Regions from separate parts of the Mus musculus genome. Here regions 1, 2, 3, 4, 5 and 6 are each linked to region 7. A link is a contact called in public HiCAR-type, Micro-C and promoter capture Hi-C data. All regions are on one chromosome and are shown on one strand. Each heading gives the region's core, a stretch centred on a gene start, on an enhancer-like site or on the middle of the called end of the contact. The rest is flanking DNA. Distances are from core to core; before and after follow the strand shown. Region 1 holds the start of Trmt6 (tRNA methyltransferase 6). Region 2 holds the start of Rnf24 (ring finger protein 24). Region 3 holds the start of Mavs (mitochondrial antiviral signaling protein). Region 4 holds the start of Cdc25b (cell division cycle 25B). Region 5 holds the start of Crls1 (cardiolipin synthase 1). Region 6 holds the start of 1700037H04Rik (RIKEN cDNA 1700037H04 gene). Region 7 holds the start of Slc23a2 (solute carrier family 23 (nucleobase transporters), member 2).

Region 1 (3,482 bases), core at 978-3,477, 670 kb before region 7:
CCCCTTGTTCCATGGCATCCCTGCGACTGCACAGGATAGTATAGTTCTAGCCTCCAGGAACATCTGATCTATCCTCAATTACTAGGGACAATCAGCTTCATTCGTCTAAGTTCTCATCACACAGTAGGACGTCTTTCAAAGTGATACAGCACAGCTTTGGAAGGGTGCGATGCAATGAATATGTCACCGTTGTCCTGCCTCTCCCTTTGAGCTCCCACTTCTGATAACCTTGGCATTTCTTGGTTGGTTCTCCCTCAGTCACAGGAATCAGACTGCTGTGTTGAGTCTACCATATACATATCCAATTCCTTGTATGAAATCTTTTGAAACATTCACCAGTTCCTGTTTTCCTGATACATCATATAGCAATAATGCTCAAACAAATGCTTGGAAGAGAGAAAGGCGGCATAGAGCAGGAAGACCAGTGCACAACGGTAACATGAATTGTAGTATCCAAAGATGAATATATAACTTATGGTTCTTAAACTCCACCTTCAGAGAAGTAAAGCTTCCAGCCCTTATACGGGATAAACTGATCCAATGTTGACTGTTGAAGTAACGGTTGTGAGGCTTGTGCTGAAAACGTAGAATACGATGTTAGTAAAAACCAAAGCACTGGCTAGTTTTCCCTCCAACTAGTTTCTCCTTTTACAGGAGTCTATTAATAGACTCCAAATTAGATATTTCAATAAGAATTATAAATATTAACCTTCAGACCTGAAGTCTGAGTTAAACTATCCTGCTATCTACTAGGCATTATTATTAATAGGCATTATCATTATTTCCATTCCTTGTATTTTTTTTTTCTTTTTACATTATGTTGCCTGTGCACACTAGTAGGCCCACACATGCCATAGTGCATATGTGGAGGTCAGAGGGCAGCTTATGGAGTCAGTTTTCTCCTTCCACCATGTAGGTTCCAGGGACCTGAGGGTCCTCACTTGGCAGCAGTCCCCCTTACCTACTCTGGCATCTACCGGCCCTTGAATTGTCTCTTTCCCGAGAGAAAACATATCGATCCCTGCGTGCACGTACCAGAAGCGTGCTTTCCTGAAGCTTCATTCAGGTCAACTCTGTTTTCTCTTTCTCTCCACCTTCCTGAGAAGTTCCCACCACCTCTTCCTCTTTTCCAGCTTTGGAATCTTCCTCGTCCAAAACCTCTGCCTCTATAAGCACCACTCATGTCTTCCACAAGTCAAGAGCACTCCTAAAAAATGTATTAACATAGTAAGGGGGGGATTAATGTACTGTGTTTAAGACCAGCACTTAGGCTTGCAAAGTTCCATGCTGCAGTATAAACCTTATGTGTTGTATAGTTAATTCTTTTAATCTCCATCATGATTAAGGTACACCATAGACATTTATTCAATACCAGTTTTCAACAAACCACCAAGAGAGAAATCAAGGAGTTAACTTGAACCGGTTTTCTGTGTGGAACTAATATTGGGCAGTATTGGCTGAAAATAATCCTCACCAGTACGATACTAGGGAAATAACATAGCCCAATCTTCGCTGTATTACTTTCTGTGGCAGGCTGTCCTAAAACTGTTCCAAAAGAAAGTAACTCCACTTAAAAATTCCTATCCCACAGATACAAACTATTGATAGATTCATACGCTGTGCTGTAATTCATTAGGAGAACCTGTTCTAACCCTAAGAGGTTTTAATAAATAAAAGATTCGCAAGTATGCAAACTAATAATAATCAAGGTTGCTTGTGATAGCCCTGTGATAAAAGCTCAAGTCTTCAGGATCCTCAGGATGAGACATTCCATCGCAACACTACGTTCCACATCGATCCAACAGGATAACATACTGAGAACGGTGGCGATTCCAACATCTACATAGGGAAGCAGCCTGAGAAAAGTCGTACGCAATCCCTGACTCCCCGTCTTCCTCGCGTCCTGCTTTCAGGAGCCCCGGAGCCTGCGACAGAGCCGTAAGCCGTATACACTCTCACGCAGGGCTCCGCGGACACTCCGTCTCCGGAGCCGCCCGGTGCCCGCGTCACTGCGCGCCAGAACGCCAGACGCAGGGCGGGGAAGGCCGAGCACAAGCCCAGAAGGCAAACTCGGACCTCGCTTGAAGTTCTTTTTTGGCGCGTCTATGACGCGCTTCTGCTTAAGGAAGCCACGCGACTAGGGGGCGGGATGAAGTGTAGCCAATCAAAGAGTTCAGAGAGACGGAAGTCGCCAGGCTTCCGGAAGCCGTCCCGAGGTCCGGACCGGAAAGCGGAAGCGGCGTGCAGCACGTGGGGGCGGTGCCGGCGGAGACGCAGGTCCCTCCTGGTCGTGCCGGGCTCCTAGCGGCTGGAGCAAAAACGGAGGTTGAAATTTACCTGGCTTCCATGGAGGCATCAGCTGCGGAGCAGCCGAGCTCACCGCCCCCGCCTCTCGGGGACCACTGCATCCATGACGGTGACTTCGTGGTGCTGAAGCGAGAAGATGTGTTCAAAGCAGTGCAAGTCCAGCGGAGAAAGTGAGTCTGGTTGCTGGCCTTGGGCAGCGCGCACCACCACCCGGATAATCACTCCCTCCTGTGCCCCATTCTTGGCTCTTTGAATCCCGCTCCCCAGCCCTTATTGCTACCACTCAGGTCTTCCTATCACTGAGGCCTTCCCACCGGGATCCTGCCGCATCCTTGGCTTACGGGTACAGTACTCGCCTCTACCTTTCATTCCCCAACTTTCTATTCTACCTTCTGCGCCAAATTCTCTTCCCAAGAATTCCATTCTTGATACTCCCACTCAGGAGGGTGCTTTCCCGAGGATTCTTGGGGGGCGGGGGAAGAGCCTCACTAGTCTTACAGAATTTATCCAACCTTTCACATTCGTATCTCTTATGTCTGACTCTCTTCCCAGCTCCCCACTTTCTTCATAAATCCAACTTCCTCAGTAAGAGAAAAGGGAGATAAGAAAGATCTCTTACACATAGTATGGCTTGCAGGTAGGCAGTCTTATTCTCTGGATCCCAGTGGGAAAAATCTGTCTACTGTAAGAAAAGAGAACTTACTACAAGGTACATGGCCAGCTTAAGCCCAGTATACATACTGGTGCTTGCTGATGGCCCGCTGAAGCAAACACTTTCCTGCCTCCCAAGTGGTGGGATTACAGGTTTGCTTCACCACACTCAGCTTGCTTCATGTTCTGATACAACCATTTGAATGTCCTTTTTATAATGTGTTTTGTTAGATGATCCTTTTTGTTACCAAGGAGACATACTGTATCTTTAGTTCTAAAAGGTACTCTTTTTGTTAATTAGTTTGTTTGATGGGCTACACAGAGAAATCCAGTCTCAAAAAAAAAAAAAAAAACCAACAAAAAAACGACCTAGTATTGTTTTAAGGTGTGTGTGTGTGTGTGTGTGTGTGTGTGTGTGTTTTTGTGGGCTTGAGTATGTGAATTCCTGTGCGCTCAGTGGCCAAATGCTTTGTATTTCCTGGAGTTGGCGTTACAGCCAATTGGGAACCACACAACTTGGGTGC
Region 2 (3,598 bases), core at 976-3,475, 790 kb after region 7:
TATTCTTAGTTCTCTGACCACTTATGGATCTCTGCACTAACTGCTGCCACTGCAAACAGAAGGTTCTCTGTCCAATCTTGGGATCAGCACTAATCTATGGTTACACATATAAATATTTAGGATGCAGCTTAACAATATGAACATTTAGCAGAACAACAGTACTTAGATGCCCCTAGGGTCTGTGACCTCCCCAGCCACTTGCTTTTGACCAAGTTTACAGTATCAAGTATGAATTCCTCCCTGTGAGGCAGGCCTCAAGTCCAATCAGAAAGTATTCAGCTAAACCACAATGGTCATTGCTATTGCACCAGTGGGCAGGTCTCGACTGACAGATCAGTGTAGTAGCTCTAATCCTGTTCCCAGCAAGACCATTGTTTCAGTTTGCTCCCCTAGTGCTGTGATAAAACACCATGACCAGAACAACTTGGGCAGGAAAGGGTTTATTTGGCTTACATTTACAGGTAATAAATAGGCCATCATTGAGGGGAGTCAGAAAAGAACTCAAAGGAGGGATTAGAAAGAAAGAGTTGGTGCAGAGGCCATGGAAGGGTGCTGCTTACTGGCTTGCGCCCTATGGCTTGCTCATAGCAACCAGGACCACCTGGCCAGGTGTGATACCACCCACAGTGGTTCATGCCCTCTCATGTCAACCAGTAATCTAGAAAATGTTCTGCAGACTCACCTACAAGCAATCTAATGGAAGCATCTTCTCGATTGAGGCTTCTCTTCCCAGATAGCACTAGCTGTGTGGATATGACATAAAGCTCTAGCCAGTACAACCACTGACATATTTTCCAAAGGAGATTCCTGGTGTGTATAGGTTTACAGTCGGTGGCAGGTGATATGCTTACAAGGGGTGGGTCCTCCCACATCAATCATTAATCAAGCATATGCCCCACAGAGGTGCCTTCAGTCCAGCCTGAAGGAGGTAATTCTTCAACTGGGGTAACCTCTCCCCGGACAACTCTAGTTTGTGCGACACTTCTCTTGAATGCAGTAAAAGAAAGCCTGAGATAGTAATCCAAGCCCTTGAGTATCTTCACTCACGTGGCCTGCAGCTCCGTTGTAGTGTGTCCTGAATATTTCTTTCTTTCTTTTTTTTTTTATTTTGCTTTGCTGCTCCCCCCCCCCCCCTTGCTTTGCTTCAACTAAATTTTCTTGCTACTTTTACACATCGGTGAGAGCTTTTATTTCAATTCCTTGAACAAGAGACCAAGAATATGAAAGCTTTGTACCCTAATGTCGGTACTGATCTGCCTTAGCCTATGTGCCAAGGTGACAGAATTAGGTAGGACTTTTAAGCTGGCAACAACACAGCAGGGATCCTGAGAGCAGAGGTAGAAGGGGGGCGGGGGAAGGAGGGGGAGAGGAGGGAAGAGGAGGGCAGGGGAGAGGTGGGGAGGAGAGAAGGGAAATAGCTCACAGGTGTTGGCCTGATTTGGAGAGAGAGGAAGTTGGGTCGAGGGTCTGTGATTAAACATTCTGAGTCCTTCTTACTTCCCCTTTCCTAGGAAATGTATGGTTTACTAAAGCTGGAGGAATGGGCTGGTGGGCATTTTCCATGATGAATTTAAAGTCACAAACTAGTTATGGTTTATAGAAGGATTGGGGGCGGGGGGGGGGGGGGAAATACCTCCCAGGGAAATGGGAAGTTAAGGGAGGGAGGCCTGAGGTGCGGTACCCACACCCTCTGCTAATCCGTTTTAGCAGTGGTAGCTATGAGAACTCCTGCATGCTTTCGCTGACCTGCTAGAATTTAGGCAAGGGCTCAGTGCTCCCAAATCCTGAGTCAGTTTGTCTGTAGTGTAGAATAGGAGCTGGGGGTCGAGAGTAATGAGTAGATGTAATTAAATAAAGGACACACTGTTTCTTAAATATATTTCCTTCCACTGTCTGTACAGGCGCAGCAGGTGGAAGATCTAACTAGGGGTACCTCACCTTTGAGGACTCTTGGGCCGGATGCTACGAGAAGCGAAGCTTTACTTTTTTAACTCTTACGAACGTCCACATACACGGAAAACACTACACAGCGGAGAAGATATGAACCTTATAGCTGGGCATCACGAATCAATCCTCTAGAGCAGCCAGTAGCCCAGCGGAAGGGACGCCGCGCCTGCGCACTTGCCGACAATGAAGCCGCGCGCCCTCAGTGAGGAGGCGGGACTTGCCCGGGCATCCGGGTCCCACACCCCGCCCCCGCGGCATGAATGAGAGGCGCGGCGCCGCCCCTCCCCCGCCGGGCCCGCCCCTCGCCGGGGCCGCAGCTAAGCAGTCGCTACCGCCAGCTCAGCGGCTCGGACTCACGGACGCGGCTCTAGCAGTTCACCGCAAGAAGCTGACTCCGGGCGCCGCCGCCCGCACGCCCGCTGCCCGTCGCCCGGGTGAGTGAGGGGAGGGCTGGGCCTGAGCGCCGCGCGGCTGAGGCTGAAGCGCAGGCTCCGCAGGTCCGGCTCTGGGATGCTGAGGGCAGCGCGCCGGCCTCGCACCCCCTCCGAGACCGGGGTCCGTGGGTTAGTCCCCACATACAGGCACAAAGGGCGGCGCGGGCTGTCACCCGGAGGTCACCTCGGGCTGGGCCCGGGCGGGGGAGGCGGGATGGGCGGAGGATGGAGGAGCCGCTGCCTCTGCGTCGGTGGTGGGGACCGACGCTGGTCTCGGGGGGTGCGGTGTGGCAGTGGTTTTCTGGTCCCGAGCCACTCCTTCTTTTGTGGTGCTTGTCTCGTGCCTGGTTGTCACACCGTGCAAGGCACACTGAGACCTCTCTGGTTGGCTTATTTATTAATGAAAGTCATATGGCGGCCTCATCATTTGTGGGTGGGGGGCGTGCGTGCACCCACAGGCCAGAGAATTAGTGACCCTGCTTTGTTTCCGGAGACCTTAGTGGTGTGTGTCCTGTGAAATGAGACCGTCTGAGATCGTCGTAAAGGGCAGAAGGAAAAGAGGTGTAAAGATAACTTCATCTTTACCCCTTCGTCTCTGGTGTTATTTCAGATAACAGGTCTTTTGGTGTTTCGTTGTTTCTCATTGTAAAACCAGTGGGTCTGTTCATTGAAAGTGTGAGTCTGCATTCTTATGTCTCTGTATATTTAGAACACTTTCTTTTACGATTAATGGTGATCTATTTACGTAGCGGCGGTACGCCGGCATCCTGAACATTGTTTTCTGGGCTTAGTTCATGATAATAGGTCTTTGTGCTTGTGTACCTATCTATAGGAATACTCCCAATATATCTAGGGCACTGCTTTCCCCACTCTTCCATACAGACAGATTATGTTTCTTGCCTTTCTGCTCTAATAAGAGGTGGTCTAGCAGGTTCTTTCCACCTTCTTGTCAGTCCGGTCGTCGCCCTCCCCGCCCCCGCCCCGCACCCCTTAATGCTTTGGCAAAGGATATTACCTAAATATTACCGTGGTATGCACCCTAGCTTTGATCTGAATTTTTGTGTGTTTGGTTGTGCAGCCTAGCTGAACAGATCATCTTACATGACTTATCAGAAAGCACCCCTTTTTTCCTCCATTGTTTGTCTTCATTCCCCCTCGCCCCTGCTCCTGGTTCCCCCCTTCTCCGTCCCCAAAGAGGCTAGGAAGCGCTGCTGGGT
Region 3 (3,455 bases), core at 556-3,055, 910 kb after region 7:
CCCTGTGAGAGGATGATGAAGGGTGTGGCCCGGGTGGCAACAGAGGGGATGAGCAGCTATATTCCTGGTGCTTTGTAGACAAGGGAGGTAGGGTGGCAATCAAACATGGCTTCTTGGGAAGTGGGGCAAGGAAGGTGCCATTTACTCAACTCTAGGGAAGGCAGTAAGAAGCCATGGAAAGATGGCCCTTCAGAGCTCCGTTTTGACAAGTTTAACAAGCTGTTGGTTTCCAAGAGTATTGTTCAGGAGAGAAGAAGGAAGGGATAGAAGAGGGAACCAAGTGCCCATCATGGAGTCTGAGGCCTCTGAGAGACAGTGCAGGGAGTACCCACGGCTGTTGCAGGTGCAGGCCCCTGCCACGTGGGAGGCGGGGTGCCAGTTCTGCCTAGTGACCTCTGCCACTGCTAACTACCAAATGCTACATTCCTACAAAGAGCTAAGGATGGAAGGCTGGGAGATCAAGGAGATAAGATTGAGGTCTGTTGAGCCTTCAGGGGATGAAAAATGAGGCCTCTGTAGAGGCCAGCCTGATGAAACCCTTCCTCCCCCTTTCCCAGGTCACCTAGAAAGATGTGACGATGAGGGAGTCAAATTATTGGTTTTCTGCAGTCCAACCACAACTCTGAATGCAGCCTGGGGGCGGGGAGTGGCATGGAGCCCCACCAAAAGCAGAGGAAGCTCACAGTTATTCATTTCTCGAAGGTTCTCTGTTAACAGAGGCAGCCTGAGGTCCTTTTACTTATGTCCTTTAACACAATCACAAGAGAGGAAGTGATACCAAGCTACACGGCTGACCTGCAGTGTGGAATTTGTACCCAGACTTGTTGCCATGACCTAACAGCATAGAGGTCCCTGCAGCAGGAAAACCACAAAGCCCCTCTTTACACCAAGGTCACTGCCTGGGGATGTGACTATAGGGTGAGAAGATGCAGCATTTAGGCTCTTTGAAGACATAAAAGTCTCTCAGACACAACTGGCATCAATGCTGCCCTTACTGACATTCACCTGAGTTCTGAGATCGAGGCTGAATGCCCTTCAAGTTTTTGAAGCTTCCCGGTATCCAAAGAACATTGTTTTCTGCTTTCTTTTGATTTCATCCTTTTCCTCAAACTTCTTTCTTATATCAGACCCTTTCTTATAACAGAAAGGGAGGTGGCAAGAGTGTCCTGGACACAGCAAAGCTTCCGACCTGACTTCCACAGAGCTTCTGTCCGGGTCGTGGAAATAAATATCCACACTCCCGAGGGACAAGTCTCCTGGCCTCGGACTAGATTCCTGTCGGGACTCAGGTCTCCAAGTGCAGGGAGGCTGTTTTGAACAGATGTTATTGCCTGCAACTGCCCAGATCCAGGATCAGGCCGTAGCCCGGACTGGCAGGCCTACTCCCTGGCGCGGCTGCCACAGGTCGTTGCTCGTAGCCAGGCCTCGCTCGAGTCACCAGGGCCTGGGAGAAGCAGGGGGCACTCCGAGGTTCTTTCTGTCCAGCCTGGGCAAACTCTCGGCACCACCTACCTGCTTGCTAAAGGTGCTGGATGCGGATCAAGGAACTGCCGGGGTCGCGAATCCGTGTGTGGCCGACCTCATTCTCCCCTAGTTCAGGAGCCTCTCCGACCCCACGCGCCCAGGCCCAGGGCGCCCATGCGGACTCCCAGGCGTAACTGGCCCTAGCCAAGGTTCCCTCCCTGAAGGATCTCAGTGAACACAGAGTCCTGAGCACCGACGCCCAGGCTGCAAACTTACCAAGAGAAACCAGACTAGGCAACAGGTTGACCGCGTTCGACTGTGCAGAGCCCTCGCAGATGAAGGGGGCGGGACGAAGCCAGCCACGCAGCTATTGGTCAGGCGTGGGGAGGAGGGGCGGGATCGGAAGCGCAGTCATTGGCCTGGCAGAGCCAGACTGTGATAGAGTTGGAAGTACGGCTGTTGGCTGGGCTGGGGATGCCTGGGCGGAGCTGAGCTAGGCCGGTCGCAGGGCCAGTGGATGAGTCCTGATGTTCCGGAGCGGCTGGTCTAGCGGCTGGTGCCCCGCAGGCCTTGCTTGAGGTCTCTTCTGATTTCCTGCAGGTGCATTAGGGAGATTGTTTCTTCCTGCTTAGTCTAGAACACTTTTCAGGGGAAGTCCAGATACCCAGAAAACTGCAGTTCTTAGATTCCGTTCCATTCCTCAGGCAAAGCAGATCTTCTAGCCAAGTACTGGAGGAGAGAGGGTCTTCATGTGATCTGCTCCTATGTCTCCAGTGCTCCATAAACGTAGTGTCGCACAAAATGTCATAGGGACATGAGTGCCTAGCCAGATGACACCAGCTGGGCTGGTAGGAACAGGATGCAGCAAAAGACTGCATCTATCTGGGGATATGCACCAAGCTACAACCGCTTATAGCTCCAACACCAGGGTAACCCGACTCCTCTGACCTCCACTGGCTTACAGAGACAAAGGAACGAAAGCTTTTCGCTTCCAGTCAATTCTTTCAACCAGAAGTAAAAAACGAACATAGTTAAAAAGAAATCAGTTACCTCAGCACGGCTAGATGGTAGAAATGTCTTATAACTCGATGTAGGTGGAGAGTACGCAGCTGGAGCACATGTAAAAATATATCAACTGGGGCTGGTGAGATGGCTCAGCAGGTAAGGGCACTTTTTGCCAAGCCAGAGATCTGAGTCTGACCACTGTAATCTGCATAATGGAAAGAGAACTAACTCCAAAAAGCATTGGCATTTATCACCCCTCCCATCATAAATATAAAACAGGAAAAAAGCTGAAAAATGCATCAATGACATACTTAATGCTATAATCTCCTATCTAATACAGTTTTAAAGACAAGCCTAAGGGAGCACTGAGGTTAGAGCTGCCACCATGCTGGAACTCTTTGAATGAAATTAGATTTTATTACTGTTTGTTTTAGTTAGGGTTCCCGTTGCTATGAAGAGACATCATGAGCATGGCAACTCTTAGAAAATTTAATTGGCATTTGCTTACAGTACAGAGGTTTAGTTCAATGTGGTCATGGCAGGAAGCAAGGTGAAGTAGGCACCATAGCAGGCAGACATGGTGCTGTAGAGGGGCGGAGAGTTCTGCCTCTGCATCCTCAGGCAGCAAGAAGGAAGAGCAAGTCACTGAGCCTAGGTGGAGCTTCTGAATTTCTTCAACAAGGCCACACCCACTCCAATAAAGCCTCATCTCCTAATAATGCCACTCCCTATGAGCCAATAGGGGCCTTTTTCATTCAAACCACACTGTTCTTGGTAGCTGTTCACAACCTTCAGCATATGCAAATCACACATAAGATTCATTGCCTGGGACAGACATGGTAGAAGAACTCCCCAGAGCTGTTTTCTGATGTCCACAACTGCCTGTCCCTACAAAACAAATTTGAAAATGTAAAAAACAACTCTGAAGTGAGGTTTAGTGACTTAGTCTTGTTGAAAGCAACAAGGGCCTCTTATTTAATTCTTGC
Region 4 (3,471 bases), core at 685-3,184, 960 kb after region 7:
ACAGTTTTTGTTTTGCTTTTGTTTTTTGTTTGTTTGTTTTTAAAGATTTATTTATTATTATATGTAAGTACACTGTAGCTCTCTTCAGACACACCAGAAGAGGGTATCAGATCTCATTACAGATGGTTGTGAGCTACCATGTGGTTGCTGGGATTTGAACTCAGGACCTTCAGAAAAGCAGTCAGTGCTCTTCGCCGCTGAGCCATCTTGCCAGCCCTGTTTTTATTTTTTAAGTACAAGGCTTCCTAAGCATTTGATAATGGTTTTCTAAGGAGAAAAAGCTACAGCTTAAGAGAATGTTTCACAAGGACCGACTTTTGGTACTGAGTGCCTTCTGGGTGGAGCTGTAGTTTAGTGGCTTCACCGCTAGGTTTCAAATAGGTAAGATACCATCTCCTACCAAGAGCCATCCTTCCTCAGGCTCCCAGTTTAGATTGGGTGTGGTAAGACCCACAAGAGGTTTGTTTTCTTCATAGTTTTGAAGGCAAGGTGGGAAAAGACTCTGGGTCCATCAGGCTGTGGAAAGGACGGTGATCTAATGGGCAGAGAATTTAGAAGGTCCAGGAAGTTCTCGGATCTCTTCTGGTGGTGGTGGTGGTGGTGGTGGTGGTGGTGGTGGTGTGTGGGACCCCTACTAGGGGCCCTGGACCTTACCTGCATCCGAAGATTCTGAGGACTCAGATGACAGGGAGCACTCAGAGGTGCGCCTGGACAGGGATAGGTCTGCCAGCCTGTTCTGGAACGACAGGCTTCCTACTTGAGCTTTTGGAGGCTCACTAGGAAAGGAGAAGAGGCACAGAGGAGGAGAAAAAGAAATGGATGTTGGATTTGGAAGCTGATGGGTCCATGCTCCCATGTATTCCCTAACTATGACAGGCCCATTATCACGGAGAGGTGATCCTAGGACTAGCCTGTATCTCAGGTCAAAGATTTTCATTCCACTGAGGCCCAGGAGCGTCTTCTCTGGTTTGACTGGTTCAGGAAAGACCCTTCTAAGGGTCTGGAAGAGCGAGGAGGATGGGCAGGAGACAGTCCAGAAGCTCTGTAGACCATTCTCCTGCTTGTCACATCCTCACCTATCCAGCGTTTTCCTGGAGGCAACAGCTAAGCAAGACCTGGCTTTCTAGTGCAGCTGGACCACCCACCTGGGACCCCACAGGCACGGTTAAGGAGGTGGTCAGTCTTTTGTCAGTTTAAGCCTTAGGCAGATACTGGGTGCTTTCAAAGAGCAGGGCACAACCTTTTAAGACCCACTTCTATGCCAACCTCATGGTCCTCTGCCTAAGGATAGTGTGCAGGAGGCACAATGAAGGAGCAGTGAGGTAAATGATCCTTAGACGTTCATATCGAGGGTGTAAGTCGCATAGAGCACACTCGTCCCATGTCACTGAAACAAGGCTAAAGGGGTTGGAGTTCTGCACTTCTAAGCTCTGGTGCCTAGTCTCTCCTGATCCGGGCCTCCCATTCCACTACCACACCCAGCTCCCTTGGGGCATCCTACCTGCCGAGCCCAGCGAGGTTGTGCATGGTCTGTGTAAGAGTGGTAACCGGAGAGGAGGAAGCTGTAGGCTCCGGAGACCCCAGGAAGCCATCAGACTCAAACTCAAAGACCGAGAGGTGGCGCGGCCGCTGAATGCCACCCAGCACGCGGGCAGGACTGAGAGCTGAACCCGGCGCAGACTTCTGCAGGGGTACCTCCATCGTGGCGGGGCGGGCAAAGGCTAGCTAGAGGGCCACAGTACAGCGGCCAGCAGACGCCGACCCAGCTGGCTCAGCTCCGAGAGTGAGCCTGGGGTGAGGGGAAGGAGGGAGGGAAGGGAGGGAGGAAGAGCAATGGGCCTGGGAGTGAGGAGAGGGATGTGGGGAGGAAGGGAGGGGAGGACGCCGAGCTGGGCAGCTGCCACCTCCACCTCCTTATATATTCGAAAAATAACAGCGGCAGCGCCGCCAGACGCCACCAATGGGGGCGCCGGTTCCGGGAGGGCGGGACCAAGGGCGGGGCTGAGGCTGAGGCTGGACCAGCTACTTCTGCTCGCCTGGCTTCTTAGGGTGACTCGGGGAGTTGGGTTAACCCCCTGCCCCACACGTACCGCCCCGGCCCCGCCCGCTCCCATTGACGCGAGAATCCTGGGCCTCCAGGATATTGCCTCCTGGAACAGGGTTTGGAGGTGGGAGCAGCCCTCTACCCTCAGAGGGAGTAGTCATCCCCTAAGGTGGCCTCATAAGGAGCCCTCAACGTTTACCATCATGCACGTTCATCAGTAAGGGACGGTGCGACGCTCTGCTTGAGCCCAGGACGTTTGCCAAGTATGCTGTGAGCACTGCGTTCCCTGTCCAGTTCACAGACCCCAGCGTTGAAAAGCTCTTTAACTCGTTTAAGGTCACAGGTTCGGTTGAGTGGCAGAGACATAGAAGCTCCCTCAGGGACTCCGCTGATGGTGCAGCCTCCTGTCATCGCCCCTGGACCTCACAGAGCAGCTGCAGTCGTTTGCTGGCAGCCCTTTGCGAGGCACAGTGGAACTGCTGGGTTCTGGGGCACCAGAGTTTAGATGTGACCCCACTGAGCCTATTCTCCTGAGAATTAGACGCTTAGATTTAGGCAATGATTTCTGCAACACACAGTTGGGACATGCCACCAGAGAACCCAACTAGGGGGAAAAAAATCTCACACCCACTTGGCTAATTTGGGGTTAATAGCACCATATTTAGTGTTTCTTTGAAGGTGAAAGAGGCTGAATTTGCTATTAGTTTACAATGAGCGTTTTCTAATGACCTAATCACCTTGCAGCTGAGTCTGTTTTCCTGGAATGAGCTGGGAAGGACCTAGTGGGCAGTTGAGAACTTTTTCAAATTCTGCAGTGAAGGTGTGGCTTCTGGGACGGGTTGTGGGGTGCAGTACAGGATGTAGGAGCTGAGAGCAGCCTTCACTGTTTTAACCACCACCAGGTAGGGATGGCAAAAGGGTAATGAAGGGTAGGGATGGGGTCTAAGAGGTTCAGCTGTGTGTGAAGGAGGACGACACTAGCCACACCTGAGTGCAGTGACCAAAGTAGGAGCCATGACCGCTCTTTTCTTTCAACATTTTGCCCAGTTCCTGTGCTATGTTAGGAACTTATATACTGCTATTGGGGACCCATTTCTTATTCCTGTCAAAGGACAAGGTCCAGACCTACAGCCCTTAGTGCCAGCACAGGGAGAGAAATGTGACCCCACAAGGTCTTCCATTCCAAAGACCTGGAATAAAATCGCTCTGAGGATTGTATTTTCAAAACCAACATAGCTGTTTTCCCCTCAACCTGCATCCCAGCACACACACCCTTCTAGGTGAGGAGGGGCCATGCTGTGTTGGTTTTTGAGGGTAATAACAACAAAATAATAACAACAAAAACTAATCCCTAGAGATCAGTTAAAAGATTTGCTCTTTTTGAGATTAGGGAGAGGAGTGTTATATTATGCAGACCCAGCTGGCTT
Region 5 (3,312 bases), core at 237-2,736, 700 kb before region 7:
CTGTGCCCCACAAAAAAATGTTCACCGGCTGGCATGGTGGTGGTGCAGGCCTTTGACCTCAGCACTCGGGAGGCTGCGGCAGGTGAATCTCATGAGTTCGAGGCCAGCGGATCAAGTTCCAGGACAGCCAGGGCTGTTACACAGAGAAGAGCTGTCTCGAAAAACAAAACCCTACAAAAAGCTCATTAATATCTAGTTATTACATTTGGACATTTGTGAAAGTCGACAAAGCTTAATCTCAAATTACCCAACCAGATAACCTGTGGCATACTCGGCCAACTGTGCTGGGAAGGGCTTCAGCCAGGTTGAGGGCAACTTCAAAGCATCCGGCGGCGTTCAATCTCCAAGAGTTTTAAAGCTAGGCCTGAAGCTGTGACCCCTGCCGGGGTGTGGCCACCTCAGCCCATGCTGTGTAACTGAGGAGAGCAGGGCAGTACAGTGGCCGCTGAAGACCTAACAATTGAAGATGTAATAATTGCATGGACTTGCTAACATGACATCAAAAGCTGGGCCACACTCATGCTCTGGTGTCACCTGCTTGGGAAGTTATCTTACCAGGCAAGGTGAACAAATCCTTCTGTTACGTCAAGAATAGTCTGAAGCTTTCTATAATACAAAGTTGAAAGATCTTTTCATTACAACCTAAGCCAGATAATTATCCTCCGTGATACTGCTAAAGACCAAAGGATGATGTAATCTGCACAAACGGACAGAAGGGCCGTTCTTATGGTTCCGCCGAACTTAACCCTGAAGATTCACTTCAAAAAATTAAAAACAGATTAACTAGACGAGCGATGGTTGTTTTTACCTATGCAACGTGTAGACACACCTCCCAGCAACGGGTGTGCACACAAGGGGATTACAGTGGGTTTCAACTTGGCCAGAGACTGTACCCGGCGGGGGACCCCTGAAGTTCACCAAGATCGAACGCCCTGGCTGCCCGTAACTTCCCAGAACACCGGGTGAGTGTCGCGACAGAGCGCCGAGCCCGTCACCTGCGTCCCGCCGACCCTCCCTCGCACGTACCGAGCTGGCGGCGCTCGCCGGGACCCATCGGGCGCTGGGGGCCTGCGCGGCGGCACCTCCTCCTCCGGCGGCGGGCTCCGGGGCTGCCTTCCCCGCGCCCGAGCAGTGGGTCCGCGGGCCGGCGCCGGGCAGCCGCAAGGCGAACGCGGCCGGCCGCAGCCGCCAGCGCTCAGCCAGGCAGCCGAGGCAGCAGGCCGCGGGCGGCAGCAGGGCCCTGCGGGAGCCGCCCCTGCCGAGCCGCGCCCCCGGAGGCCGGAGGGCCACGCGAAGAGGGCCCCACGCGCCGCGCGCCACGCGCCAAGCCAACATGGCCGTGTGGCCTCCACGGAGTCCAAGAGTCGAGAACTCAGACGCCCCTGGCACCGGCTGCCAGCTTCTCTAGAGAAGTCGAGCGGTGCCGAGGCCGTATGGACAGCTCCATACTAATTTCTACACTCTGGCACTTTCCGCTTATACAGGTGGCCTGAACCGCCAAGGGAGTCAGCTTTCACGACGTTTTCACGACACCCAGCCGCTCTGCTCACCGGCGCCCCCGCGCGGCAGCGGCGAGCACGAACAGCTAAGGCCCGCAGGTTAGGAAGACCTGACTAGTGAGTAGAGCCGCTAGTGCCTGCAGGCTAAGAAGAATGACAGGTAGGGAAGACCAAGAGCGAGTGCCACGTGGCCACAGGAAGCCACTTATATCAGGCCTGCCTGATGCCAAGTGGCCCGCTGGTGTGCATGGCTCTGTATTATCACTGGAGATGTAAAGCATTAGTGTTGGCATCAAAGTAGTTAAGTACCTACTCTGCTTCCTTAGCACTAAATGCATATGAATAGAGCAAAGGGAAATGTCAATAATAGCAATCACTAATTGTTTACTTGGGAAGTGCTTACTGTATGCGTTATAGTGTCATTATTTATCCTCTCAACAACTCTAACATGCCTTCTGTATTTGCCTTTACTTTTACAGGTACAGAAGCCCGTGGACAGGAGAAACCTGCTTATTCTAAGTCTGAATTAGAAACAAATCAGTTCACTGTTATAACCTTACCTAACCTACCATTTTGTTATAGATTTGAGCTTGAACCCAGGGCCTTGAATCCAGGTCGGGCAAGAACCAAACCAGTGAAAGGTCACCACGTGGTGATGTCTTGCAGTCTTTCCACTGTTCTTCAGCCCAGTCTGTGATGGCACACACTCACCTGGAAGTTGTTCGTAAAGCCCACATCACATTTGACGATTGTAGTCTTTTTTTTTTTTTTTTCCAAGACAGGGTTTCTTTGTGTAGCTCTGGCTGTCCTGGAACTCACTCTGTAGACCAGGCTGGCCTCGAACTCAGAAATCCGCCTGCCTCTGCCTCCCGAATGCTGGGATTAAAGGCGTGCACCACCACGCCCGGCTAAGGATTGTAGTCTTAAGGAGCTTTTTATCAAGATCATCTTTATTTTGTTTTGGTTTTTGCGAGAGGCCTAGACTTTTCTTTTTAATTAAAAAAGGAAGAAAGAAAAATGAAGAAAAGGAAAGAAGAGGAAAAGAGAAGAAAAATCTAAGCAGTGGTATGAAACAAAGAGAAAAAGAAGTAAAAAGATAAATCCAGGTGGCCGTGGTGCATGCCTTTAATCCCAGCACTTGGGAGGCAGAGGCTGATAGATATCTGTAAATTCCAGGTCAGCAAGGGCTACACAGAGAAAATCTGTCTCGAAAACAAAAACAAAGTCAGTTTCTGTTCATAATTAGAGTTACATCCCCTTGTATATAGTCTTAGCCTTAGTCATCCCCTTGTATACAGTGGTCTGATCGGCCCATTTTGGGATGGATGGGTCAACTGATGGAGCTGCTTGCAGCTAATCTAACCAGCTGACTTTGATCATATTTATATCAGCTACCACTTGGTTCCTTCAAGTCAGGGTTTAATATTTCTATGGTATTCTATGGCATATTATCCCTCATTTCATTTTCATTTTGCATTTACTATCAGTTAAATATTCGTTGTAAAATACTAGGATTTGCTTTATTTTGGTTACTCAGCGCACACTGCTTTTTGTATGTGTGTAGGTGTGGGGGCAGAGGCTGATGCTGAATGGCTTCATCAGTTCAGGCTGGCCAGGGAGCTTCAGGAAACTGCCTCTCCTCCCTCCACCCAGCGTTAGGGTTACAAATGAAGCATCCTTGGCTTTTTACATGAGGATCTTACTCAGACTTAACCAACTGAGCCATCTCCCCAACTCAGTTTTTGGGTATTTTGGTTTTTTTAGTTATTCATCTCCTGGTTTCCTGGAAGTTAAGTAACTAATTTCTTTTTTT
Region 6 (3,593 bases), core at 58-2,557, 990 kb after region 7:
GACTATGGTAAACTGACGTTCCAGAAAGGCAGGGACCGCTACCCCCAAAGCCCTTGGTTCTTGTTTTGAATGTAAATGTGAGAATGTGTTGTTAGATCTGATATTTCAAAAGAAGACTGGAAATGAGAATCCTTTGTGAAGAAGTAGGATGAGGGGCAAGAAGATGGGAAGAAAAGTATTTATAAAAGTCTCCGGGGGCTATACATCTGCAGGCTGCTTTTGCCTGGCGTGGTGGCCTTCAGGATACTTTGGAGGCACTGTCTGCTGACTTGGAAAAGAACAGATATGGAACACACCACGGGGCTTCTGGAAAGGTGGGAGTAGGGGTTGAGTAGGCTGGGATTAGAATGAAAAGTTCTCAATGTCCGCTCTGGAGGACAGAATTTTCTCAACAGTAGGGAGCGCACGTACCATCCAAAACAACGATAAAAAGTTTGAGAAGCCCTGCTGAAGACAGCAGGGAAGCACTGGGCCCTCTGAAGTAACGCTATGAAAACAATAGCACAGAAAGACTATTTGTTACCAGCGTGCGAACACAAGATCCGAGTCAGGTTAACAGCCATAAGGACACGGAAGAGTCGGACCTTGAGGACTCTTACAGGCAGCGACCACATTCTATCGGAAAAACAAGCAAGCTCTCAGCGGTCCAAGGCCTGTCTCCGCTAGTTAAGTTGGAAGGATCGGGAACCTGTGTGTTCTGACTGCTCTTTCGGCACTTTAAACCTCTTGTCCTAATCAGTGTATATAAGGATAGAGATAGTCGCACACGGACAGGTGGGCCTGTGGCAAAAATCCACAAGCCTTAGTAAGTGCTCTACGAAGACGCCCACACCCTGTCGGGTGGGTCGAGACGCATCCCGCTGCCATGGCGACCGCCTCCTTGGAGACCAGGAGCAGAAGCTCCTGTCCCCGGGGGCGCCCGCGTACGCTCCCTTCCCCCCTTCCTACGCCGCGTGCCTTCTTTGTTCTAATGCTTATTTGGAATAGGGAATGGGTGGGAAAGGAAGACCGAAATCCAGACTCAGTCCAGTAGGAAAGGTGACTGCTTAACTCCTAGACAAAACTGCCGCGGATCGGAAACCTCATGGGGAAGGTCGCTCTGGTCGGTTTCCAGCAGCGGTTCCAACATAGCTCCCATCCCGCTTCATCACCCAAGCTCGTGCCGCTGGGGTGACGTCGACTCGTGGGGCTCAGCCTCCGCGCACACGTGATGTGGAATCTCGTCGTTAATTGGTGGATCTCAGAGACAGCTCATTGGTCTGAAGTGCCCTAGCCCCGCCCCTCAACGCCCCTCAAGCCAATGAAGGAGGAGAGGGCGTGGCGCGAGGCTGATGCGGCGCGGGGCTCTTCCTCGCGCTCTCCAGCCCGTTCTGCTGCTGCTACCGCCGCCTCCGCGGTCGTTTCTGACCGCCTGGCCGCGGGGCTCGCCTGCAAGGTGAGATGGGCCCTCCGGGCTCCGTCTAGTTCACCAGAGACGGCTCCTGGGTCTGAGATCCTCAGCTGTGCTGGAGCTGGAGGCTTTGCTTTCTAGCCTGAGGAACTCTGTAGAAGCGGGATGGGGTGGGGGATGTGGGGTCCTGGGTACAAATGACGGTTAGCGGGCAGGGTACAAGTGACACCTGAGGGTGGGGGCGTAAATGTGGCTGACGTCCCGTTCCTACCTGGTCCTCGTGGCTCTATGTGACCTTGGAAGAGTAGCCTCTGAGCCTCCGGTGCCCGGGCACGATCATGAGGAGGATGTTGATGTTGGGAGTGTCGGCTCCAGAGACTCCTGCGTCAGCCTGGCGAGCTCAGAGAGCGCAGGGCATTATCTCAGATGGACAGATCCGCGGCCTTGCTCTTGGTGTGGGTACGTCTGAGGCCCGTTCTGCTGCTCTTGTCCCCTGAGAAAACAATAACACTGAGGTGGGGCGTGCCACACCCACAGGGATGGCGGTAGGAAAGGCCAGAGGGCCAGAGCCAGAGCCTCTCCAGTGTCTCACAGAAATGGTTGGATTTAGGTTCTGGACCAGTGCTCCTGTTAGTGAACAGGGCTCGGTTGGACAGCTTGAGTCTTTCCTCTTTAATCTTGGTGGTGGGATGTGAAGGTAGGGCATTGCTTTGCACTGGGGTGGGGTGGGGTGGGCTGGGTGGGTGGTGGGTGGGTGGGTGGGGGGTAGGAGCAGCTTTCACCCGTGTCTCTGCTTCTTGGGTGAAAGAGTCAATCTAGAGGCCAGATGAATCCAAGCAGCCTCCTTTGATGTCAGAGGGGGATGTGGGAAGTGAATGCTAGGCAGAGGAGAACCACACAGGTTGGTAGACAGGAGGGACTAACACCCTTTTCACAGGTCAACCCTTCCCTCCACTGTTTGTGAGAGTAAACACCTATTACCGTCCTTGCATCCCTGGCTTTGGGGAAGGGGGCTCCAAAGATAGGTCAAGGCTGAGGAGATGAAAGATTGCTTCCACATGCGACCTCCATGTAGCACTCCCTGTCTGAGACTTCAGTGGGTGTTCTTTGAGCTTTAAGGGGAGGTTGGATAAGTGCTTCTGCTGGGCTGATGATTGAGCTGTGACTGGGTCCCTGGATGGGTGTAGGGGAGGTGGTAGGAAGAATTGAAGGTTGTTTACTGCTCTGACATAGAAAGGGCTTTTATGGGGTTGGGAATGGTGGTTGAAGAATGATTCAGAGAGGAGACGGTAAAAGGTTTGGGGCTGTGCTCCCAGCCACACAGCACAACGCAAGCTGAAATTGGCTCTGTGATACCTTGGGGCTTAAAGGCTGCCTCTGGGAAGAGGTAGGTAATCAGAAGGGAGAGAGAGTGTCACAATGCAAGAGTTCCGTTTTGCCATGGGTAGATCACCTTTGCCTCTTAGCTTGGAGCTTGAGTGCTAGAACAGGGCAGCCTGGACTGGACAATGAAAAAGGCCTTATGACACCGAAGACCCTGGATTTTTCCATAACCACCACCTGTTTACCCACATGCTAGCTCTTTGGGAAGGTAGCTTCAGAGCTTTCCCCGCCCACATTTTAGTCACTCCAATTTCCCTAAGAGCATCTGAAATACCAAGAAGCCCTCAGTGTGCCCCCGCCTGAAGCTGTCCAGGATCTCACCTGACTTATGTATATTTGTTTTTTACTTACTAATTATTTGGAGATATTGTCTCAGGTGGCCCAGACTGTCCTTACAATCACTCTGTAGCCAAGGATGACTTGAACTCTGATCCTCCGGCTTCTACTAACCAAGTCTGCCTGCTGCCATACCCAGTTTTCTCTCCTCTCACTCCTGATTTGTCGACAGCCATCTAAGGGCAGGGGCATCATCTTCTTTGCCAGATGAGGGGCCTAAAGTAGAAAAGGCACCACAGCAGCCTCCTCCATAGTCTTCCCAGAGCCTGGTGCCCTGGAGTGAGGAAAGGAAGAAGGGCAGGGGAGGGGCCTCCTTCATCTCTTAGCTAGTTTCTGAGAAGCTGAACTCTCCGAGGACTCCTCCAAGAGTGACCAGAAGTGCCTTTCTTCCGGTGAAATTGCCTTTGCTCTAGGAACCAAGTCCCCAGAGCTCTGTTTTTGTGGTGGTTAAGGGTTGAGGAGGGAGAGTAGAGGGTGCTGGCAT
Region 7 (3,212 bases), core at 217-2,716:
GTGGGAGACAATATATATGGGGGGAAATGAAGAAAAGAGATGAACTGAAAAGATCAGGGGTTCTTGATCTTGGAACAGGCCTTCTATTCCAAAAGGTTCCATATTGTGGAGCAGAACACACACATTATGTTTTTAAGGGTGGCTGGAAACTCTGGCATAGAAAGAGTTGTGTGCTTCTCTGGTGCTGGTTACAGAATCATCTCTTTTCTTCATCTTCAGTGAAGATGAAATACTAACCTATGGTCTTCCAGGGTATGCTGGATTTTACAATTCAACTTACTGTTTTTTAGGGTTTTTTTTTTTTTTTTTTTTTTTTTTGAGACAGGAGTCTAAGTAGCCCAGGCTGACTTCAAATTCATCGTCTTCCTGCCTCTGCCTGCAAAATGCCGGGATTACAGGTGTGCACCACTAAGCCTCACTGGTTTTATTTTAGTGTGAGACTTAGAGAATTATATATTGATTCTCTCAGCTCGTCCGCACTAGCCTACTTTATAAAATGCCCGTCTTTGCTGGTTACGGCATGCCTCTATTGATCAGTGTGCTACCAGTCCTCAAGACTGCCAAACATAAACAATTCAGGAATAAAATCTGCTTTTTGTTTTTAAAGATGAGGTCAGCTGTGGTCGACCATTCTTTATGGCTCTCCGGAGTTGCTTGGGGATGAAAGGAATTACTGGGTTAGAAAAACAACCAAGACAGTGGTTTCAAGATGGAAGACAGAAGAGAGAGCTAATTATTAGGGTTTTGTTTGTTTTGGTGGAGGTAAGAACGTGGTTTAGTTACAAGTTAGTATCTTAGACCACCGCCTGCAGCATCACCTAGAAACTTCCTGGAAATGCAAATTTCGAAGCCACACTTCAGTTTCAGCACCGCTGGGGGTGGTACCCAGTTTTAATGATGCCCCCCTGGGCAAGACTGCCCGGCCTAAGTGCTATGTGTTTATTGACACGCGGCCTTTTGACTCACAGCCTAAGTGCCCATCCAGCAGGCATTCCTTGGGGGGTACACTTGAGAAATACAGAATAGCAGGTTGCCCCCAAACCCGCTCTATCAGAACACACGCCCCAGAGAAATCAAGCCTGGTGTGTCTTCTCCCGCGTCAGCATAAGCAAGGAGGCTCTCTTTCCCCAGCGAGTTCGGAAGCCTGACGGCCCAATTGGATACGCCGCGAAATTGCTTTAAAGCGGGTTACCCACTGAGCCGGGTACACTGCACCCCTCTCGCTGTCACCCCACAGCTACTGCAGGGCTTGGGGTCCTGCAGGGTAGAAAGGAGGCTCTGAAGGGGAGAGCCTGCGAGCGTCGAGCATCCTAGGCGGCCCCCCCGGAGCAGGTGTGTGGGGAAGGGTCTGCGGCTCGGCGCCCCGGGGCGCGCGGGCGGAGCCGGGGGTCGGGCGGGGAGGGGCCGGCGCGCGGGGCGGGCGGCTGCGCGGCTCCCGCCCCCGGCCCGCCCCTCCGCGGCGCCATTTTGCAGGCGGCTGCCGCGGGGACCCAAGGCGGCGGCAGGCACTGCGGCGCGAGCGGTGCGATCGGCGGGACGCGAGCCCAGCGAGCTGCAGGCAGGTGAGAGCCGGGCCGCCGCGCCCCACGCCCCACGCCGGGTCCGCGGCAGCACCTGCCGGCAGCCCCGGTTGCTCGCCGAGCCCACGAGGCCGGCCCGCGCGGCCCCCGCGCGCTGTCACCCACCCGCGGCGCGGCCTGCGCCCCCACGCCGGCTCGCGCGGCCCGGCGGCCCCGGCTGCAGTGTCAGGCCGTGCGTCCCCGGCGCTCACTGCCGCCCCGCCGGGTGCCCCCGGGACAGCCACCGTGGGCTCGCCGTGCTGCGTGGCTTGCTGCGCGCCCCTCCCCAGGTGGTGCGCCCCGCATCCCCGCGCCCGGGGATTCAGGGTCAGCCCGAGGGGCGGGGGATGGCGGTGCTGTTTCCAGTCTGGCTTCCTTCCCTCTTTGCGGAAGGCGACACGGAGTAATTTTAGATGCCGCTGCACCAACCTTGCGACCTTTCACGCTGGCCTGCCCCGCAGGGGTCCGGGGTCGCCTTGTTGCCTGCGCTCTTGACCGAGAAATTGACATTGGAGTGTGATAACTTGAAGGTGAAGAATTGTCTTCATCGTTTGGCCGGAGATGTCCCATTAGATGTGTAGCCTATGGGAACTCGGCCTTCATTCCGGATGAGGGGCTTTAAGCGGGTCTGATGGGAAACTCCTGATTTTCAGCGCAAGGGGTGAGGGCAAGTGCACAGGGAAGAAAGTTAGCTTTTTGAAGGCTACTTGGGGTTGGGGCATTTGTAGTAGCTGTTAGTCTGCTTTTTGCGGTGCTGGGAGACCGGATGATGGCGAAGATGCTATCCCTTCTGACGCTTGGGTCCTCTGAACTAAGGCGGCCAGGGATGTGAGGATCTGGTATCTGAGTCCTGAGACAGCCTGGTTTGAGCTGTCATTAACTGGCCATGTGACTTCCCTTAGGCAGTTTTCTCCTTTCTGAAGGCTAGGCTAGGTGGCTGAAATTTTTCTGTTTTTTGTTTGAGTGCTATTGGGCTGAGGCCTCACCTGCTCCGTTTCTCTCATCTGCCCTTTCATCTTGTGTGACTTTGCTGGCCTGCTCCTTTAAGGTGTTTGACTCTGGTGAAGTTTGTGAGAGGCCTTCTTCACCTCTTAGAAGTTCAGGATTCTCTGCTGGGTTATAGTTGACCTTATCAGGGTCACTTTAGAACTACTCTCTATGCTTAGCTCATCCAAAAGTTAATAGCTTTGGGCAGTTGAGGCTGTCCACCGTGTTAGCACTCATGACACACCTGGTAGTTAGTTAAAAGGAGGCCCTGAGCATCCTCAGGCAGACATCAGCGAGGCATGAGGTATCTGTTCTCTAGACAATGTCTTTTGCTCAACTGTTAACTGATTCTTTCTTTTTATACCAGAGTATTTCCATCACCCCGACTCCCACCACTGTTTTATTCTTGTGGGAAGTAATTTCTGTAAGAAAGTAGGTGTTTGCCCGGCGGTGGTGGCACGAATCCTTAATCCCAGCACTCAGGAGTCACAGGCAGGATTTCTGAGTTCAAGGCCAGCCTGCTCTACAGAGTGAGTTTCGGGGCAGCCAGGGCTACACAGAGAAGCCTTGTCTTGACCACCACCACCTTAAAAAAAAAAAAAAAAAAAGGGAGGAAAGAAAGTGGGTGTTTGAGTGGCATTTTTTTTTTTTTTTCTTTTTGTCCTG

The links. Promoter capture Hi-C pulls out the DNA fragments that hold promoters and counts their contacts. A called contact is a pair of places that touch in the nucleus more often than the background predicts. HiCAR-type assays count read pairs that join an accessible place to other places.
Region 1: a promoter capture Hi-C map of pre-B cells shows a contact between it and region 7, with 5 times the contacts expected there. The contact joins the promoter of Trmt6 here to the promoter of Slc23a2 in region 7.
Region 2: a contact with region 7 is called in a HiCAR-type map of astrocytes, with 2.5 times the contacts expected there. The contact joins the promoter of Rnf24 here to the promoter of Slc23a2 in region 7.
Region 3: a contact with region 7 is called in a promoter capture Hi-C map of hippocampal neurons, with 3 times the contacts expected there. The contact joins the promoter of Mavs here to the promoter of Slc23a2 in region 7.
Region 4: a Micro-C map of embryonic stem cells shows a contact between it and region 7, with 4 times the contacts expected there. The contact joins the promoter of Cdc25b here to the promoter of Slc23a2 in region 7. A contact is called at or near these places in 1 of 39 promoter capture datasets (liver), 1 of 484 Hi-C or Micro-C datasets (embryonic stem cells) and 2 of 115 datasets of contacts at active chromatin or transcription factors (embryonic stem cells and pro-B cells).
Region 5: a promoter capture Hi-C map of pre-B cells shows a contact between it and region 7, with 5 times the contacts expected there. The contact joins the promoter of Crls1 here to the promoter of Slc23a2 in region 7. A contact is called at or near these places in 2 of 39 promoter capture datasets (liver and pre-B cells).
Region 6: a promoter capture Hi-C map of liver shows a contact between it and region 7, with 2.3 times the contacts expected there. The contact joins the promoter of 1700037H04Rik here to the promoter of Slc23a2 in region 7.

What each region holds. Positions count from the first base shown.
Region 1 is chr2:132,814,799-132,818,280 of GRCm38.p6, reverse strand. It overlaps Trmt6 (tRNA methyltransferase 6), which reads left to right and starts at 2,227. Exons shown (of 11, transcript NM_175113.3): 1 at 2,227-2,477. The coding sequence starts at 2,347. Mcm8 (minichromosome maintenance 8 homologous recombination repair factor) reads right to left here and starts at 2,140. Exons shown (of 19, transcript NM_001291054.1): 1 at 1,816-2,140; 2 at 1,036-1,207; 3 at 493-576. The coding sequence starts at 1,183.
Region 2 is chr2:131,351,519-131,355,116 of GRCm38.p6, reverse strand. Rnf24 (ring finger protein 24) reads left to right here and starts at 2,225. Exons shown (of 6, transcript NM_178607.4): 1 at 2,225-2,381. Gm30590 (a long non-coding RNA gene) reads right to left here and starts at 2,285. Exons shown (of 2, transcript XR_374984.2): 1 at 1,939-2,285.
Region 3 is chr2:131,232,413-131,235,867 of GRCm38.p6, reverse strand. Mavs (mitochondrial antiviral signaling protein) reads right to left here and starts at 1,805. Exons shown (of 7, transcript NM_001206385.1): 1 at 1,741-1,805.
Region 4 is chr2:131,185,411-131,188,881 of GRCm38.p6, reverse strand. It overlaps Cdc25b (cell division cycle 25B), which reads right to left and starts at 1,934. Exons shown (of 16, transcript NM_023117.4): 1 at 1,502-1,934; 2 at 655-776. The coding sequence starts at 1,701.
Region 5 is chr2:132,844,840-132,848,151 of GRCm38.p6, reverse strand. Crls1 (cardiolipin synthase 1) reads right to left here and starts at 1,486. Exons shown (of 7, transcript NM_001024385.1): 1 at 1,027-1,486. The coding sequence starts at 1,335.
Region 6 is chr2:131,157,795-131,161,387 of GRCm38.p6, reverse strand. It overlaps 1700037H04Rik (RIKEN cDNA 1700037H04 gene), which reads left to right and starts at 1,307. Exons shown (of 6, transcript NM_026091.3): 1 at 1,307-1,435. It overlaps Gm14232 (a long non-coding RNA gene), which reads right to left. Exons shown (of 3, transcript XR_003954063.1): 2 at 1,662-1,883.
Region 7 is chr2:132,143,362-132,146,573 of GRCm38.p6, reverse strand. Slc23a2 (solute carrier family 23 (nucleobase transporters), member 2) reads left to right here and starts at 1,466. Exons shown (of 16, transcript NM_018824.2): 1 at 1,466-1,562. Gm14051 (a long non-coding RNA gene) reads right to left here and starts at 2,995. Exons shown (of 3, transcript XR_866753.3): 1 at 1,989-2,995.